2 separate regions of the Drosophila melanogaster genome follow, and region 2 is linked to region 1. The links are chromatin contacts, called in public Hi-C maps. All regions are on one chromosome and are shown on one strand. The core of a region is the stretch at or near the end of the contact, and the rest is flanking DNA. Distances in the headings are between cores, read along the strand shown. Region 1 holds the start of gammaCOP (Coat Protein (coatomer) gamma). Region 2 holds the start of CstF50 (Cleavage stimulation factor 50 kD subunit).

The links. Hi-C and Micro-C count contacts between places; a contact is called where the count stands out from the background.
Region 2: a contact with region 1 is called in a Hi-C map of the Kc167 cell line, with 1.8 times the contacts expected there. A contact is called at or near these places in 18 of 107 Hi-C or Micro-C datasets (the D17-c3 cell line, the Kc167 cell line, the S2 cell line and 4 more) and 1 of 7 datasets of targeted methods (the Kc167 cell line).

The regions. Positions count from the first base shown.
Region 1 is chr3R:31,568,920-31,573,651 of dm6, forward strand. It overlaps gammaCOP (Coat Protein (coatomer) gamma), which reads left to right and starts at 3,224. Exons shown (of 5, transcript NM_170553.2): 1 at 3,224-4,237; 2 at 4,335-4,732. The coding sequence starts at 3,527. lncRNA:CR46119 (long non-coding RNA:CR46119) reads right to left here and starts at 2,362. Exons shown (of 1, transcript NR_133499.1): 1 at 2,064-2,362. It overlaps lncRNA:CR46120 (long non-coding RNA:CR46120), which reads left to right. Exons shown (of 1, transcript NR_133498.1): 1 at 1-178.
Region 2 is chr3R:31,734,617-31,739,667 of dm6, forward strand. It overlaps CstF50 (Cleavage stimulation factor 50 kD subunit), which reads right to left and starts at 2,347. Exons shown (of 2, transcript NM_143626.3): 1 at 1,329-2,347; 2 at 887-1,274. The coding sequence starts at 2,264. The coding sequence ends at 936. It overlaps CG11563, which reads left to right and starts at 2,419. Exons shown (of 3, transcript NM_143627.3): 1 at 2,419-2,623; 2 at 2,700-2,984; 3 at 3,043-3,383. The coding sequence starts at 2,526. The coding sequence ends at 3,283. ttk (tramtrack) reads left to right here. Exons shown (of 5, transcript NM_170566.3): 5 at 1-776. It overlaps eEF1alpha2 (eukaryotic translation elongation factor 1 alpha 2), which reads left to right and starts at 3,852. Exons shown (of 5, transcript NM_206592.1): 1 at 3,852-3,913.

The DNA of each region.
Region 1 (4,732 bases), core at 1,974-4,473:
GGAGGAAAGCCATTTAAAATTAGTGAAATGGTTCAGTACCGTTGAAGACCGGCGGAAAAACAATTAATAATTGCAATATATCTCTGGAATCTTGGGCATTTGCAGTTACCACAGGGGTCACTTCACTTCACTTCTTTCCAGTTGCAGAACTTTGATTGCCTGCGCCAAATTCTAGCCCAACTACCTTACATAAAGATGATTAGCACATGTTTATATCTCTGATCATAACGACCCATAATAGTTTGTTTTAGTCTTGGAAAATGTTGAGCAAATATTTATGATTTACTTTATGGCAGTTTACCTCATGGCCATGTTCATATTTATTTTTTTCACGTTAAAGTCGTTAAACGATAGGTGTTAGCAGTCAGCTTCAATCCTATGACTGGGTTAATAGGCAAAGTAAAATTCTGAAAAGTATGGAGAGAAAGCGTCCTAAAATTCCAAAGCCATTCGAAAAAGACTAGCCACTTGTATGTCTTAATACTACCGATAAACGATCTACGGCCTATTACAGCTAATGAAGTGCTAAAGAAAGCCATAAATATATCCGAATCTCTTTCGAGGCATTCAAATATTGGGAAAGGCCCTTAGACCTTAGTGCTCCTGCAATAATCGCAAGGTCTAGACATTTAAGCGTAACCCCTATAAATTTAATTAAAGCCAAATCTTCTGTTGGCCTTCGCTTCCGCCTAACGGACTGTGGGACTTTTGCTTTCCGCATGCTGTGTTCTTTTCCCCTTTTTCCTTTTTTTTATGGGCTTGGCTTTGGCCTAGCCGCATCTTGAAGAGGGAACACGGAGGCTGGGGAATAGAGGATGGCTTGCTTGTTGGGGGCGTGCGTGAAAATTGCTGGAGTGCACAAGGAAGGCCGCCGGCTGCCCTCTCTCACGTTGCAGGACAAGAATCGCAGTAAGTGATTACGTAACCAGGGCATTGTACGCAGCATATGTTTTGGGTTTCCTCCTTGGACTCTTCTGCTAGCCATTGGAATGGATTAGTCCGCAGTCGGAGGTTGGCTCTTATCAGCCAATCAATGGGCGAGAGGAAGCTGCGGCAAAATAATTTATTCACAACCATTATGCGCTGCGAATTTATGCCACTTCCTGGTGGAACCACTACAAATAGCCTTTTAAAATGCGATAAAAATAGCGCCAAGGGGTCTGCAGTGCACAGCCAGTCAAGGAAGATGCACCAGACCAGGGTGCTGGGTTCGAGATGATGGGGCGTGGCCACTTGGCAATGACTCTCAAGCATGAAACCGTAAAATGGCTTTTCAATAAACCCGGCTGCGGGAGGAGGGGAACTGCCAGATGGAGCTGGGAAACTGGCGAAACAATGCGACAAATATTTGAATATGTTAATTAGTCTGTTGTTCCTGCCGTTGCCCGTTTTCTGGGCACGATCAGTTCGTTCTTCTTCTATCGCTGGACGTGCATCGGCGCAGTCTAATTTCATGTGTTGCCATCTTGTTAGCACACCGGTGAAGTTCTCGGTCGGGATGGGGGAGGTTCCGACCTGGAATCCGAACTTGCAACCGTTTTGCATCTTTCGCACCAGGCACACTAACGAATGCAAGTGCTTAGAGATTCATATTCGTACTTATGATAGGTATGCAGGTTGGCCCACACACACACCAGTCGGCCATAAAGCTGCCAATGGCCGGCCGAGAGCAACTGACAGCATCAGCCTTGTGGAGTCACAGGCCACCAGCGGATCGGGATCTCTACTTCCATCCTAGCGAAACACCAAACCCTGAGTATCCCATCCCCGCCCGCATTCCTTGCCATTTGCACGCAAAGCTAACTGCGGATTACAGTCGAAGTTCGATGGGGGACAAGAAGATTCCGAAAGTATACACCACTTGCTACTGCTCGTCGAAATCATTCCTGATGTACATTCATATATAGGTAATCAATTAGGAAAACTTTGAAACACGTCTGTTTGGAAATCAGAACAAACCCAGTCTTGGTACAAGAGGTACCCCAGAATGAATGACGCTGTTGTGGGGGAGCGTTGCACAAATTGGAGTTCTACTGTTGGCTGGCATCCAGCCTGAAACTCACCTGTGGCTCACTCCTTGCGTGCGCCGACGTCTCAACTCTTGCTCCGACTTTGGCCTTAGGTTCGCTCCGACTTGGCTTCAACTTGGGATTCGTGGCTTTGTAGGTGTTTCCAGGGGCCACAGCTGATGCCTTGACAGCTACTAAATTCTCCGCCCGTCTGACGCACACGTTCCTTGTCCAATTTTGGGCACCAGGCGGATTTTCCTCCTGGCCGGCGCTTATCGCCTGGCCATAAATTCATGCTGTAGGTGTCTCGATCTTTTCGGTTTCTTTCTTTTTTGGCTTTTTAGCGTTTTGGCGGAGGTCCTCGCCTCGTGGACACGCAATGAAGCTGTTTCTTCGTGCGCCGGAATTTCCCCGCGGCATGCAAAATGCAATTAACGGCACTTGCAGTGCGCCGGAAATTGACAATTCAATATAATGGGTTCCTTGTTTTCGCTAATTGGTGGTGCTTATGCACGCATAAATTAAGTAAACACAATACGAAGTCGTATTTAATTGGTCAAAACAAACTAGAGCTGACAAAAAAGCTGGCGTCCATTTTGTTAACAGGATCAACACTCGATTAAATTAGGAAAAGTAATCGGTACTTAACGGTCACGAGATCTATCGATCAGAACTTCCCCTCCAGCAAATCATAAATGTACTAATAGCGTATATTATAAATATAAACGAAGTTATTATCTAACTAAAAATTCATCGCATTGATCAGCCTTCGCAATCTTCGTCACAATTCCGGCCAATGCCCATTTAAAAAACGAATCAAACTAATGGTAAAAAATTATGAAAATGTAAATAAAATTTAAAACATTATTATATTCATACAATTTCTTAGCAATTTCGTTATAAAGTTAACGTGGAGCAAATTCAAAGCTTAGCTATTTTTCCGCCCATTCATAATCGATAATCTATCGATAAATACAATCGAACCAGTAAGTGAATCTCAACTAGTTCCTTTTCAATCCAGTGAAGAAACAAGAAATTTTAAGAACAAAAAAAACTACCAGATCTCGGTGTCGAGTTAATTGAAAACTGAAAGTTATAATGTGCAGAATCGGCGAATATATACTGCCTACAAAACGCAGAAAAAAGGTTGTCTTTTAAAGATAAGAACAACATCGGAGCTATCGATACTTAACTGGAGTTTTCACATCGATAACAGATGAACCAACTGGGCACCGCTGAGTGACGTGTAAGCGCAGCCAGAAAACCATTTCAATTGTTTTACCCACAATTTAACCGAAAGTTGCAAGACAATGGGTTCGTTCCGCCGCGAGAAAGATGATGAGGAGGACGGTAAGTAGCAAGCTAGCACCTGGAGCCAAGTTGTCCGCCGACCAGCGAAGCCAATCGAAGACAACCCAGTTGCTTGAAGGTGCTCCGCTGGCACAGACACACACTCACACACCCACTAACCCGACAAAGTCGAGAAAAATCGAGGTTTCCCTAAATTGACTGAGAACATGAACTATTTTTCCCTTACCTCGCACAAAAAACATCGCGGCCATCCGTCAGCAGGACCGAGCAATGCGTACCAGAACCTGGAAAAAACCTCGGTGCTTCAGGAGACGCGCACCTTCAATGAGACGCCGGTGAACCCAAGGAAGTGCATCCACATCCTGACCAAAATCCTGTACCTGATTAATCAGGGTGAGCAGCTTGTGGCCCGCGAGGCCACCGACTGCTTTTTTGCGATGACGAAGCTCTTCCAATCTAAGGACGTGGTGCTGCGTCGTATGGTATACCTGGGCATCAAGGAGCTGAGCTCCATTGCCGAGGACGTCATCATCGTGACTAGCTCGCTAACGAAGGATATGACCGGCAAGGAAGACCTGTACAGGGCCGCCGCAATCCGGGCCTTGTGCAGCATCACGGATAACACCATGTTGCAGGCCGTGGAGCGCTACATGAAGCAGTGCATTGTTGACAAAAACGCGGCAGTTTCTTGTGCTGCATTGGTCAGTTCTTTGAGATTGGCCAACACTGCCGGCGACGTGGTCAAGAGGTGGGCAAACGAGGCCCAGGAGGCTTTGAACAGCGACAACATTATGGTACAGTACCACGCGTTGGGTCTGCTCTACCATATCCGCAAGTCGGATCGGCTGGCTGTCTCCAAGTTGGTCAACAAGCTGACCAGAGGATCTCTAAAGAGTCCCTATGCCGTTTGCATGCTGGTAAGTGAAGTCTGAACCCAAACTTTTCTTAATGAAATGGATATGCACTTATTCCCTTTAAAGTGACATCTGACTAATTTCGTTTTACATCCCCCAGATACGCATTGCCTGTAAGCTGATCGAGGAGGAGGACATTCCCTCTGAGGAGCTTTCCGATTCACCCTTGTTTACGTTCATCGAGTCCTGTCTGCGCCACAAGAGCGAGATGGTCATCTACGAGGCGGCCCACGCCATTGTCAACCTCAAGAACACCAATCCGCGAATGCTATCGCCGGCGTTCTCCATCCTCCAGCTTTTCTGCAGCTCGCCGAAGGCAACGTTGCGCTTTGCGGCTGTGCGCACGCTTAACAAGGTGGCGATGACGCACCCGGCTGCGGTGACCACCTGTAACTTGGACCTGGAAGGTCTCATCACGGACTCCAATCGATCGGTGGCCACTCTGGCCATCACTACGCTGCTAAAGACCGGCGCTGAATCCTCGGTAGAGCGTCTGAT
Region 2 (5,051 bases), core at 1,097-3,596, 160 kb after region 1:
CAACACACCAGACTCAAAACGATTTTTAGTTAATGTAAACCCGTAAGCAATATTAATTCTAACACTTGCTCCGTCCAGAACGCCTTTTTTAAGCAACACTAGTATTTAATTTACCTAGGACATAAGTTTTGCCCAATTGAGCAACGCAATTGAGCAGTTCAGTGAACTTTAATGACTTTCGGCTTTAATTATAAACAATTCGACTGGCCGCTTACTGGATCCGCACACGATCCGTAAGGCAAGCAACTTTAGAACTTTTCATTTCTCTTTGTGATTTTGTTAAACCTTTTTATATAGACCTTTGTTTTTTATTTTTTGTTGTACATAGCTATATTTTGTTTAATACTCAAAGTCCGTAGTATAATTTTGTTCATTTCCTTGGCAACAAGTTGGAATCAAATGTATTGGCTAATTGTGCAATCTTCAAAACGTGTTGGTGGCTTCGGAGGAACGCGACAACGCTGTTCTGCGGCCCCACGAAATGTTGTAAACTTAATTAACTACTAAGGCCACTTAACTAGGATCTAGGTGTAGTCATAAGGCATTGGATCAATGTTCCAGCGTACAACAAAACGGACTTCCAGTGAAGAGACAACTGATATTTATACGGAATCCCAATCTGGTATTATGTATTATGATTTTTACAGTTTACTTAACGCAACAAATACGACTTAAGACTTGTGCGCTCAATGACTAGAAATTATAGTTGCGATTTTAGGATAACTATTCATGGAAAAACCACAAACGAGTTTTTAATAAAGAAAATTTTACTGATTAATTATTTTTAAAAGCGTTTGAAACATATTTCATTAATTCTGATAAAATCACAAATCGATACACTTAAAAACCCCCACAGCCAATCACAATAATTGAATAATGAACGTGTACATATTTTATTCCTTAAAGTTTTATTCGATTGGTGTAGCTTCATCCGTTTACTGATTATTTGCTCTTCGGTACCAGAAACGTGCCCGAAAGTCGTCGGAGCAGGTGAGGAAAGCAGGACCATTGGGCGAATGCGTAATATAGCGGACAGGTCCGTTGTGTCCAAGCGAGTTAAGGGTCAGGCGGCAGCCGTTACGGGAGTTCCACGAGCAAAGCGAAGTGGTGGCCTCGTCGGGGAAAAGCACGTAATCCTCTGTGTGGTTGAATACAGCCTCTGTCTGGTGCTCCTGCTTGCCGGTGGTTCCAGCGCCCGTGTACGTCTGAATGGGACGACTGGTACACAGCTCCCACAGATAAACCAGTGAATCCATACCGGAAGATAGGAGGTACTAAAATGAATAAGTTAAAATCTTGCACAGCCACTACCCATAGTGTCCCATTACCTTTCCATTCCGCGTAAACTCCAGTGAGCATATTGCCGCTCCGCCATGCGCCTCGGCAATGGTGTTGATGCACCGCCCGCTGATCCCATCCCATATTTTGATGTCACCATCATAGCTGCCTGTGGCGTAGAGTTTCCCCGTGGGCGAATATTTCACGCAAGTAACTCCAGCCTTGTGCTGCTGCGAGGGAATGGCACTCACGAAGCATTGGGTGGTGGCCACATCGTAGACCCGCAAGACGTTATGTTCCGTTCCGATGGCTACGTAGTCACCAGTAGGATGAAAAGACAGGCACAGCACCGGCTCGCAGTCGGTGAACACCTTGTGGGCCTTCTTTACCGAAGGCTTGGCAATGTCAAACAACTTAACAGTGCCATCGCGCGAGGCGGAGGCCAGGATGTGCTCCTTGGGATGGAACTCCAGGTAAGACACTTCATCAGTGTGATCATAGAGCGTGCGAATCACTGGATGGCCTTGTTGTTCCCTGCCCGGCTCGATATCTTCGGGCGCAGACTTCGCCAGCATCCGCTCCACGTCCAGAATCTTGATGCTGGCATCCACGCTCCCGGTGGCCACCAGGGAACCATCGCAACTGAAGGCGCCGGCGCGACAGGCCTGCTTGTGCGAGGTCACATACGCGGTTTCGTAGGAATGTGGTTCCGGGGCCAAGGCCGAAGCCTCCGGCTCGAATTCCAAGTCTATGCCGGGCAGCACATCATCCGAGTTGGTTTTGTCCTTGTCGCTCAGCGTCTGCATCCCTGCAATCATTACGTGCAGCAGGCGTTCACTGGGAGCGCACTGGTCCGCCTTCACCAGCATGGACAGCTCCATGGCGAACTTCTCCAGGCCGTCGTACATCAGCTGGCTGATCATCAGTCGGTAGAGTATCTCCCGGTTCTTCACTAGGTTACTGGGGTCCAAAATCTCATCACGCATGGTGGCTTAATTTATATTTTGTTTCCTACGGATATAAACAAAATCTTGTAGATAACGCCGTGCCGTTATCGTTATCGAAAACATTTATCTTGCCGGTATGTCATCTCTAGCTATGCGGTATTGAAATACTGAAATCAGGGTTTCGGTATTTTACGGTCCACGGTCACTCCTAACAGCTGCAACACGTGCGGTTTTAAAATTGTTTTGGTCCCCTCAATTGATTTTAAACATTGTTTGATTCATTAATTAAACCTCTCAACAATGAAGATCCGCAAGAATCATGCTCGCAAGCGTTATCGCTACAATGTAAACCGCAAGACGATGAATAAAACCCGGAGTTCCACCGGAAAAATTAAGGAGTAAGTTGGATCTTGGTGCACTTACAGCCAATAGAGTCAACAAGTTTACGAAAACCTTCTGTTATGATCTTACCAGTCCCAGGATGAAAAAGATGTGGATGGAGGACCAGCGTGTGGGCACCAACTTCAGTGAAATGGGGTTGGCCAAGGACGTCAACAAGGCCATTGCGATTCCCAGCTACAAGAAGGACCGCCTCCTAGCGGCCCGAGTTGTGAATGGGTTTCTGGAGGAGGAGCTGGACGAGGATGAGCGGCGTGTATTGGGCCTCAAGAAACCAGTCGTAGAGGAGGGTCCAAAACGTGGACACGTAGTCCAGGAACTAGAACAACTGGCTAGCGAGCGAGCCGACCCAGAGTTCAGGTAAAATATTGATTCTGCAATGGAAAACTGTCAAAATACAGGTTTTGTATTTGCACAGATTACCCAAGGGCGTGGTCAAGGAACTGTCCTACTTTCTTAACAAACATAAGTTTAACTACAAGGCGATGGTTGCCGATCGGAAAAACTTTGGCCAGTGGACGTGGCGGCAGTTCCGCTTGAAGATTCGCAGATTTATGTCGATTCCGGAGCAGTTTAACGTTTACCTGGAGCAGAAGAAGTTGCCCGTGGGCGTGAAACCGGACTGGGAGGAATACGAGTCGGACAGTGAATGGAAATAATGGCTCTTGACCAATGTACATTATAGTCGTTTTCGGGTTCTAATGCTATTAATTGTAATGTTTAGACTTACTTTAATTCTTTTAATACAATAAAATAGGCAAGTAAAGACGAACGCAAAAGGTCTACGTATTAAAGCATTACTGTTAATTACATTACATTACTATTAACAGTATTTTTTCAAATTCCTTTCTAACATTTTTGTTCTGTCAAATTTTCTATTGTTCTGTCGTACGACAGGACGAGAGAGAGAGAAAGGAAGGAGCTTGCGTCTTATTTCAACGCATAAGCGAATAGTGTGCACAATGTCTTTTGCAATTAGTGGTGAATGTGCATACTTTTAGTGACAGTCCGTGAAAGTACTATATTATTTTATCTGCAAAAGACTCAGTTTAAGAGAATATAAAATATTCCATGAATGGTAGTAAAATTGTATTACTATTTTTATTTTGGTACGTTTTATACTTAAGGGATGGAAACTTTATTTAAGTCAAGAAATCCGCATAATGCAATAGGAAACCCAAGGCCCTTGTCATACATGGAATCCTGTGCCATCTCTAGGTCGGAATCAGTTCAGCTCCGTTCACCTCAGCATCGTTGCTTTTTCGGTCTTTCCGTTTTGTGATTTCGAGGTAAGTGCACGCAGAGCTCCCGTTAAATTGTGAAAATATTAATAGGCATTGATTAGTTGTGGAAATGTAAAAAGGGAAAGTCCCAGAATTCCCTACCCTGCATTATTAGGCGAATTTCGGTTCGATTTTCCAACCTAAAGAAAGTTCTAAAGTAAAGAAAGTTCCGAAAAGTGAGAGAGTGTAAGTGATTTGCGCTGCCGGCCGGTCTTCTCATTCCTTTTGCATAATAGCTGTGTAAATCGATTCGAATTGGAAATTGGTTTTCCAGCGACCTTAAATTGCAAGTAAATTAATAAAGTTGCATAGACTTTCGAATTCCAACATGGCGACCGGCTGCATGTGTGTGCGCGTTCGATTTTGCCTGGATTGTACCCGTTTCTCCTTCCCGTTCTCAAGCCGTTTATTCCCGAGTAGTTTCTATTGGAATTCGCAGGCAAAAAAAAAATATCCGCGGCATGATGACACATGGTTAGCAGATTATTTTCCTGCCCTGCATCTCTGACGAAGTATTTTTGCATATTCTTTCCCCCTTCATTCCCATTGCTTCTTCCAATTTGCACTTCGATGCAAATACAAAGATTTAAAAATAACATGCAGGAAAATCGGCAAGTGAAACTGTCACTGGGGTAGAAAATAAATCACAACGCCCTGCAGTTCTCGCCGTCTCTTTCCCTTCCTTCTCTGCATGACCAGCAAGTGCACTGCGCCCGTTCGCCGTCCCTTTCTCTCCCGCTCTCTCCATCTCCCTCTACAGTTTTTCACCCTTTGGAATCGCGGAATTTTCGCCGCACGACCGCCACCGAATGCCGATGCTTTTGGCCATTTCCCTTTGAATTTTCTTCCACCGTGCTGCGAAAGCTGCCAAATTTCGGCATTTCGACATTTGGCTTTAATTGAAATCCGTTTGGGTGTGCGATTTTCATTGGTTTTCCCACTAAAAACGCCGGCCGGCACATTTTCGCCATGCACTGCCGCACTTCCCGGCTTTCCGACGAGGGTTTCTCTTCGGCTTAATCCTCTCCAGCCGAGGAGAGTGCATTTTCCCAGTACGCACACTTCGGCTCCATTCGTTTCTGTCTGGGGCTCGTTATTGATTTTTCGCCCGGTGCACTTCGGCAGAGGATATACACGGCAGTCT